Linked DNA regions of Sus scrofa: region 2 is linked to region 1. Evidence: chromatin contacts called from public Hi-C data. All regions are on one chromosome and are shown on one strand. The core of a region is the stretch at or near the end of the contact, and the rest is flanking DNA. Distances in the headings are between cores, read along the strand shown. Region 1 holds the start of LOC106508213. Region 2 overlaps BBS9 (protein PTHB1).

Region 1 (4,488 bases), core at 301-2,800:
CCAGTTTCCATTCTTGGGGAGAGGAAGCTGGCGTTCCACAATGCGCTCTGAAGACAGCTGGTTATCAGGTCCCAATACTTGCCAAGCGTCCTCTAATTTCACATTCCAAATTTCTTCTCCTTTGCAACCCCCTGCCCACTCCCCCCACCCCCCTGAGCAGAGGGTGCCATGGCTTGAGCGGGAGGCCTCGATCCGGCCAGGGACCCGGGGCCTGAGGATCGGGCTCCTGGACACCCAGGGCTGCGGAGGCGAGAACTCCGAGCGGCCGAGACCGCTGTGCCGGTTTTTGCCAGAGATTAGCCGCCGCGTGGGTCCCTCCCTCTTTCTCCGGTGAATGAACGATTAGTCAAACCGCACCTCCCCGCCCCAGTCCGCCCCGGGGTTAAGGGAGGAGTCCCGGAGGGACTGTTCTTTTTCTTTTTCTCTTTTAAGGGCGAAAAGCGTTCGCTTCTGTGCGTTTATTAATCGGCCTTGCGTGTCCTTTCAGCTTCTGTCGTCCTTAGTGCCACGACGCGCAGACACGTAAGCCCAGAGCACAGATCTCGAAGGCCCCTGGCTCCTCTGTCCGCTCCGCGCGTGAGTCAGCTGCCGTGCCCCCGCCAGAGGGAAGCAAAGCAGGGAGTGAAAAGTTGCAGCCCAACCCCCCCCCCCGCCCCCGTCGCCCCGTTCGTCGCTCCTTCCCAAAGCTGGGGCACCTGGAAATGAGCAGTGGTGGTGAGGCCCCCAGAGCCCCGCATTCTGCTTCCTCCCTGGGTTGGAACCGTTGTGAGCAGGAATGGGGCGGCATCCTGGGTTAGTGAAGGGTTCCCCGGGGAAAGGGAGGAGATGCCGCGCGCTCTGGGCGATGGAGACGCGCCTGCCACGCTCCGATCCGCACCCCGGGGCAAGCAGCCTCCCTCCCAGGGCTGGGGAGAGGGCTGGACGCCCGGCGGATCATGAGTGCCCCGCTCACGGCTTCTGCAATCCCACTTGCGCCGGGGCGCCCCCAGCGGGCTCCCGGAGGCGCCCGGTGCGCCCCGGTCTCCCGCGCCTGAGCGAGCGAGCGTGCGCGCTGGCCCGGCGTAGAGCCCGCGGGGCCGGCAGGAGGTAGGAGTGCAGGAGTGGAGGACGCGGCAGCAGCGGCAGCTCCGGGCGCAGTCATTGCTGCCCGGGCGGCGGCAGCGGCGGAGCAAGCGGTGCGCACCGGGCAGCGCAGCGACTCCTCTGTGCCTATCTCCCATCGCTCCGACACCCCCTGCACCCGGCCCTCTCTCTGGCGCGGAGGGAGCGACAACTAAACCGCTGCAAGCAACTCCTAAAAAAAAAAAAAAAAAAAAAAACGCCGCATTGGAGGAGCCTGGCCTCAGGACCCCTCCTCCCTGGGTGCCCCCCACCCCTCGCCTCCCTCTCCCGCCTCCCCCCTCGCCCCCCGCCCAGGCTCACGGGCGCCCGCCTCCCTCCTTCGCGGACTGTCTCCCGACTCGCCGGCTGAGAGCCCTTTTTGACTGCGAGCGGTGGTAGCGGAGCAGAGGCGGCGGCGCGGGACCTGCAGTCGTCCGGGATTCCCTCCAGGTGACGATGCTCTGGTTCTCCGGCGTCAGGGCTCTGGCTGAGCGTCCCTGCCGGCGCTCGCCTGGGATTACCTGCTGCGTCTTGCTGCTGCTCAATTGCTCGGGGGTCCCCATGTCTCTGGCTTCCTCCTTCTTGACAGGTAGGGGAGGGGGCGGGAGGGACCGGCCCCCCGGACGCCGGCTTGGTACCTGGGAGAGGAGGCGCTGGCTTGCCCCGGGAACGGGAGGGTGGGGAGCGAGCACCTTGGAGCCTGCCCCTCGCTGGCGGTTGGGGATGAAGCGAAGCCCGCGGGGTGAAGGGGTGGGAAGGTAGTGAGTCGGGTAAGGGGTGGAGGGCCGGGCGGCTGTTAACATCGATACTATGATGATAACGGAAATCCTTCTATTAGAATTTGAGAAGCTCCATTATTTATTTTTAGGGTTTTTTTTTTAACCTTTATTTAGACTCTTCTCGCGTATATGATTAAGGAAACAAATTGTACCATTTCCACCCATCGGCCTTTCTCACGCTATGGGGTTCCAATAGAGCTTCTGTAGTAGGAGTGCTTTTTAAAGCACCCGCTCTCCAGACCTTGACTTTGAAGAAACTATCATATTTTAACAGGGTAATACTAGCAAGATATAATAATTATATGCTTTCAGGCAGGTGAAGACCTCAGCTGCTATTCTGAAGGACATACTTTACTGACACCTGGTGCAGAAAAGAAAATATTGAGTCAATTTCTAACAGAAGAGCAAAGAAGATTATGTTTCAAAAACTGATTTCCATTCAGGGCAATATGGGGCAGATTCATATAAAGGCCTGTTCATTGACATAGTTCTGAATTTTTCTCAAATTTAAAATCTGCCCTAATGGCCAGTTTGAGTTTTTTGCATATGGGAGTGTGTGTTTAGTTGCAATGCCTTCGTAAAGGAGTATTATTAAAGATCCAGTGAAATATTTAGAAATGTGATTAAACCATCTGAGAGGAGATACAGCACAGCTTAAAAAAAAAAAAAAAAAAAACCTGTTCCAATAAAACTACTTAAAATAGATGGGGGGGGGCTGTTTTGGTGCGTTTGATAGTTTAAAACTCGTTAGGAACTTCTGAAATTTGGGTATGGTTGTTTCAAAAAGGATCAATGTGAAAATTCTGTTTTTTTGTAATAATGTCACTAAGTTAAGTTTAAGCAGCGTTTTTTTCTCCCCTCCCTTCAGGTTCAGTGGCAAAATGTGAAAATGAAGGTGAAGTCCTCCAGATTCCATTTATCACCGACAACCCTTGTATAATGTGTGTCTGCATGGTGAGTATGGAGATCAGGTAATGAGAAGTCAACTGCTCCTTCCGACAAGGTGAATCTATTCAATGTAGTAATATAACCAGATCTATAAAATTTCTTTTGCTCGTTACGAAACTGCACATAGCTGGAGAATTGCATTCAGTTGGATTTCTGAGTTTTATGGACTTTGGCAATTTCCATTTCATCAGGCTGGGAATTTTTATCTGTGACATCATGTTGCAGAAGTAAACTTAAGGTGGACTTCACATGACATTGTCGCAGTGTCAATCACCACTTGCACTTCGGTTCCTAGGAATGGCTATTGACACCCAATCATAAGTGCCACCAAACTTTCTGCCTTGACTCTGTTGTCTGAGCTCAGTGTGAAAATAACATTTAGGTATAAAGGTCTGGACAGAGTATGTGACAAGGGGAAAGAGAGGTGACAGTCACAAAGCACAAACATGAGGATAAGACGTAATCTTGGATTTCTTTGCCTCTTATACCCGAAGCTCTCAAAAACAGCCTTTATATTTCTGGTTTGGAAGCATGAGTCAGAAGGGACATTCTATCCTTTGCGGAGGATAACACTTGGCTGTCCACTGCTTAGTTAACACTGGCAGTGGCTAGTAGATTAAAAAAAAACACAACTTGTTTCAATTTATTTTAGTTGAATTTTTAATGATAAGATATAGTAAGTAACCACACAGGGGGAGATTGTATGAATAAGAATTTCTGAGATGAAATAGAGACTCACAAAGAATAGCATTTTTGCTTAAAAGTGTTTTACATGCCAGTCACTTTTGGCAAAACCTGATTAAAAACTACACGTCACAAACCCTGTTGGAAATACATTAAGGCAGTCGAATGCGAACCTGCAAGTGATAGATGACTGCTTGTTATCAGATCAACATGCTGGTTGGAACTAGAGAGGGATTCTCCTCTGTTTAGGTGAAAGCCAAGCCATCTGGGTTTAAACTGCCCCAACTTCTTCATGACAAGAGATGAGGTCAACTTCATGAAATGATAAATGGGTGAAGGTGGATGTCTGTATCAAATGATTATCAGGTTCCGAAGACTAAGGAAGGCAACAGAAATAGAGGTTAAAAATGCATTACGTTTGCAGAGATGAGAAGTATTGCTGCTTTAATAAGGGAGCACTAAGAGAGAGGGACACTAGATTTCGTGTTTATGAGCTGCCTTGTTAGTTAATGATCTCTTACTGAAGGACCTGTTGGAAAGAAGCTTTACGTTTACATTCTGGCTCAGTTGTATGTTTACAAATGTAGTGTGTGTATGTGCGTGTGTAAGAGAAAGAGAAGGAGAGAAAGAGATTTGGGGTGGCGGGGAGATAATCTTCCTTTTAAATTTCTCCTATCTGTACAATGTGAGTGAATTATTTTATCTTAATCTCTTAGGATTTCAGAAAAAAATCACTGTGAGGGAGTACCATTTAAATGAACTTGGAGCTCCATGCGTGGAGATATTGTTTTTCTCCTCAGCAATATTGTAACATCTATAAGGCTTAAATATACAGTTTGGGTTTTGCAAACTGTTCCCAAATAACATGAAAAAATTCTCCACGCTGCATTTCCCCTTTCGATACTCCTACCCTGGGGAAAATAGTGCCTTTCCTGGAAAGGACAGCCTTACTGCTAATAAGACAGATGTTAGAATC
Region 2 (4,536 bases), core at 484-2,983, 190 kb before region 1:
ATATACCTTTCTTGTGTATTTTTTAGAAGAAAAAAAAAAGTCACCTAATTTACCATATTTAGGTTTTGATAGATTTAATAAAGTCCTTTGAAATCACTGGAAAAAGGACAAAGAGGAAATGGAAAATATTCTGAGTCCATGGCATGTTATCAACCAAAATATTAAAGTTGTACGTTGCTAAGCTTTCAGACTTTACTCTTGCTTTTGCAAAGGGATGGGTTTTCCTTCTGGCTGCAGAATTTTTACAGTATTATTGAGGCTGTAAGAACACCGCTGTCTATATGAAAAGCATTAGCAGCGAGCACTAAGAGAAGCAGTTGATTTGCGGGGGTATTTCCTAGAGGGAAAACTATGCTCATCCATCTTTTTTCTTGTTTGAAGTGGGCCTCGCGCGGTTTCTAAGTGGGGGGCTTTGAGAAGGAGGGGGTAGCTAGAGAAGGGAGGGCAGTCAGGCGGGGCTGGGATGGGGGGAGTGTATCTGCGAAGAGCAGCCTCTGCGGCCGCCCCATCCCCGTCCCGGCTGCGGCTGCGCGCACAGACACCCGCGCATTAGCGGTGGGTTTAGCTGCAATATTCACAGCACATTTGCCGGGGTTCAATTGATCGCTTCAGGCAAGAGATAGCGTCAGCGAGGATGTGGTGCGGGGCGGCCTGGTGCTCAGGGGCTTCCGCTCTCACACATCATCAAGCCCCATTTTGAAATGGTTTGAATTAATGACACTTATTCAGACAAAGTAGGTAAATGGAAATGTTAGACAAGGCTTTTCACCTACTTTGCTGAACATTTCCCGTTACCTTGAGTGCTGGAAACTCTCCACCGCTTTGCTCAGCCCAAACGGGAGCGGCCTGTGCCTCTGCCCAAGTAGGGAGGATGGCGGGGTCGCGTAGGGGCTCAGTCGGGCCCATCCCAGAACGTGCTGGGGGACATGAATAACCCGACAGGGATGCCATTTCTCCCAAAGATTTTTGTAATGCTCATGACAATGTTCTGGCAGTTGGCAGCGATGTGTCCTGAGTAAGGACACTTCTGACAAATTTGCACACAGTAGCCTTTGAGGCTGGTGGTGGGGCAGCCAGGCATCACCGGGGAAACAAAGCAAAGGCTTTGGAGTCAGGATCCAGCGCAAATCCTCTTTGGCATTTGCTGCCTGCGTGATGTCAAGCGAAACACTTACACACCCTGAGCTTTGGTTTCATCATCCATAGTCAGAGATGCTATCAGGCTTAAATGAGATCTGTGGGGAGTGGTGATCATGGTAATAACTGCATGAGCTCGTGGTGGATGCTCATGAGTCATTAGGACTTTGTCCTCCTGTTCCTTCTCTACTTCCTACCAGATAATCTAGAGCCAAGGATCTTGTGACCCCACAGGAACACTAAAGCCTAAACGTGACGGGGCAGTACATGCTCACTTGGAGGGCTTGAGTTTGACAGCCTGCAAAGTCAACTGGTAGCGGATCCGGGAATTTGTTCCCAGGAAAGCAGCCAGCTTCCTTCCCCTGATGGAATGTGCAAGTTATCCCATGCTACCCTCCTCACCATAGGTGAGGAGCGAGGCAGACAGGGTCTAGGCAGGCCAGGAACTGAGTCGGGTAGTGAAAAACTAGTGGATGGAGGGCCCCTTTATTTTAAAATAAGGAGGGCAGCCCTGTGACGGGTCGGGTGTGGGCTTTCAACCGGAGGTGGAGGGCCCCAGGCGAGTAGGTGAACCTTGCTCTGTCTGCCCTTAGGACTTGCTCTGGGGAACTGCTCTGGGTTTCTGTTTGGCCGCTCTTTTGACTTTTTTATGTACATGGGGAGCAGGTTAGAGCATGACCTGGGGTCAAACTATCTGGATCCCAGTCCAGGCTTCATGTACTTACTGGCTGTGTGACCTTGGACAAGTTTCTTAATCGCTCTGTGCTTCAGTTACCACATCTGTTAAACAGGAGTAGTAATAAAATACCTACCTCACTGGGCGGTTGTGGTGATTACATGAGTAGGACTTAGGTTAATAAGTATTCAATACATGTTGACATTTTGTGCTAGTTAACTATGACATCATGTCACCTTCTTAGAATTGTAATTTATGTGATTCTAACATATCTTCAATGGATTTTACATACAAATTAACATTTTTATGGTATCGACAGATTGTTGATTTGGTTCCAGCACCCACTGTGGGGACAGTGAATAAACTAAACTGCTAGGTCTAGGTTCCCCAAGACCCCTCTGTTCCCCTTCAATTGAACCTTTGGCTGACTCTCCTAAGGCTAAGCTATAAAACTCCTTTTACAGATTGAAAGGTTTTTATTCTGAAAATATTATTTTCACTTTCCTTTCCAAAGGGGGTTTACTCTTCTCTAAGGGGACAATCTGAGTTCTCTTTCAGATTACATGTTTTTAGTAGAAATGTTCTAAGGGGAAAAGTATATGGTCAGATGAAAGACCTCAACCCCAGTTCTGTGTGCATTAGTGGGGGTTTTCAAATGCAAATATTTGATAAAAATATGTGGTTTTGTTTACTTATGTATATCTATATATTAAAAATGTTAACTTGAACTGAACCGTTTAACATGCTTAATCCGAGGCAGATGGAATGGTCAGTGAATTATTTTTGTAAACCACTTCTGTTGGCATTCAGAGCTTCCTTTCGTATTGATTCCATTCTGGACGACCACTTGAGGTTTCACCAGCATAAGCTGGTGCCAGACTCCACTTCAATGACATATGTGTTCGTTCCCCTGAAATACAACACAATTGCAAATTTCTTCAGCCCAAAGAACTGCTTTTGTAACTAATTAGACCAGACAGGGTGCTGTGCAGAAACCCCGGACACAACATCGCATCCTGATGGATATTCATACGGGCCAGCCTTTCACAAAGCGAACAATTACCCAAATAATTATTTCCTGCTGTGGACTCCTTTTTCTTTTTTTTTAATGCTTTGTTTGTTAAATCCTATTTTCCTTCCTACTTTCCTGTTGACTGCAGCTAAATTGAATTTGGTCCTCCCATCGCACATTGAGTCAGCAAAACGCTTTACTCTGTGGGGGGAAGGAATTAACCCTTTGAACGCTGCCTTTCCCATCAGGCCAGGACCCAACACCTGGTTCTCTCTTATTCCAACAGCAGAGCAAGAAGAGAGGAAGGGCTGTACTGATTTGGGAGAAAATGAAGAATGAGATAGAGACGGCGTATGTTGTATTAGAATCGTGACCATTTTTGGTAAAGAAAGTTCACGTCACTTTTCATATTGTCCCTCAGAATGTGGAATTATGAAAAGGCAGAGAAGAGTGTGCATAGCTTCATAAGTATAAGGAAGGAGGGTGCTTTTGACCAAAACCTTCTCTAGAAACATGGCATACATTTGAAGTGAAAGGGCAGGTTGTCAAACGAAATTCAGAGAAATTGGGATAATCACTTCTGTATGATGAAATTAGTAGACGTGAATTAGAAAAAAGGAGGGGCGACTTTAATTCAGATCACATCTCAGAGTAATCTGTGGTGGGACTACCCATCTCAGTTGTGGTTTCTCACTGTTTGAAGACTCAGGGGTGCTGGGCTGTGAGATCAGATAGCTGGATGTGCTGAGAGGTGTGAGATCCTGAGGAAAGAGGACCAGCTGTGAGAAATATCCTGGCCAATATCAGCAAGTGTGATTTTGTCAGGCGTGTTGTAGCTTCTGTCCGCCATTGTGTGAAAACTGTCCCCATCCGGTGAGAGTTTTTGAAACTTGCTGTAAGCAGAGACGGTGTCAGAGGCTGCATTTGGCTGTCAGTCCTGGAAATGTAGCTTATATTCCTGCAGGTGGAGTGTCTGGGTCAAAGCATTTTCCTGTTTGATGGAAGAGTCTCGAATTTCGCTCCTAGCTATTGTATAAAATTTTACTTCCACCTGCAGTATATGAGAGTACTTGCTTCCCCCCAGCCCACCCTACAAGGAACATGTAATCAGACGTTCACATTTTGCCAATATATGTTTAAACAATGTTATTTCAGTTCTGTTTTAATGTGAGTGAGGGAGCATCTGGTCATATGTTCAAGGGCCATATGTAATGTTTTTCCTGAACTAGATGATTCTATCATTTGGTAACTTTTCATTGGCTTGTTGATCTTTTTTCCTATGTATTTACAAAAGCTCTTTTAAAATGTCTGACACGTTCATAAGGATTTTAACCTTTGCTTTATCATATAAACATTTTTCACTTTGTTCTCACACATTTGACTTTTCTTTCAGTATTTTTTGCTATGCAAATTTTTTTTTTTTTTTTTTTTTTTGCTATTTCTTGGGCCCCTCCTGCGGCATATGGAGGTTCCCAGGCTAGGGGTCGAATCGGAGCTGTAGCCACCGGCCTATGCCAGAGCCACAGCAACGCGGGATCAGAGCCGCATCTGCAACCTACACCACAGCTCATGGCAACGCCGGATCGTTAACCCACTGAGCAAGGGCAGGGACCGAACCCGCAACCTCATGGTTCCTAATCGGATTCGTTAACCACTGCGCCATGACGGGAACTCCCGCAAAAATTTTTAATTTTTTTATGTGGAGGTATTT

The links. A called contact is a pair of places that touch in the nucleus more often than the background predicts.
Region 2: a Hi-C map of liver shows a contact between it and region 1, with 2.1 times the contacts expected there. The contact joins the enhancer-like site here to the promoter of LOC106508213 in region 1. A contact is called at or near these places in 1 of 5 promoter capture datasets (liver) and 11 of 47 Hi-C or Micro-C datasets (adipose tissue, embryonic fibroblasts, fetal heart ventricle and 6 more).

The regions. Positions count from the first base shown.
Region 1 is chr18:39,660,527-39,665,014 of Sscrofa11.1, reverse strand. It overlaps LOC106508213, which reads right to left and starts at 1,550. Exons shown (of 2, transcript XM_013990847.2): 1 at 1,423-1,550; 2 at 1-1,294. The coding sequence starts at 1,220. The coding sequence ends at 582. It overlaps BMPER (BMP-binding endothelial regulator protein), which reads left to right and starts at 1,005. Exons shown (of 15, transcript XM_013990842.2): 1 at 1,005-1,690; 2 at 2,749-2,834. The coding sequence starts at 1,558. BBS9 (protein PTHB1) reads left to right here. Exons shown (of 30, transcript XM_021079336.1): 30 at 1-1,295.
Region 2 is chr18:39,849,203-39,853,738 of Sscrofa11.1, reverse strand. All of the region lies in intron 25 of BBS9 (protein PTHB1), which reads left to right. Among named protein-coding and RNA genes, the nearest start is that of BMPER, 190 kb to the right of the region's middle. Within about 2 kb of position 1,733, at least 12 of the 83 cell types and tissues checked have an H3K27ac peak or open chromatin away from gene starts, as enhancers often do. A contact at or near this core is called in liver, where this site is marked.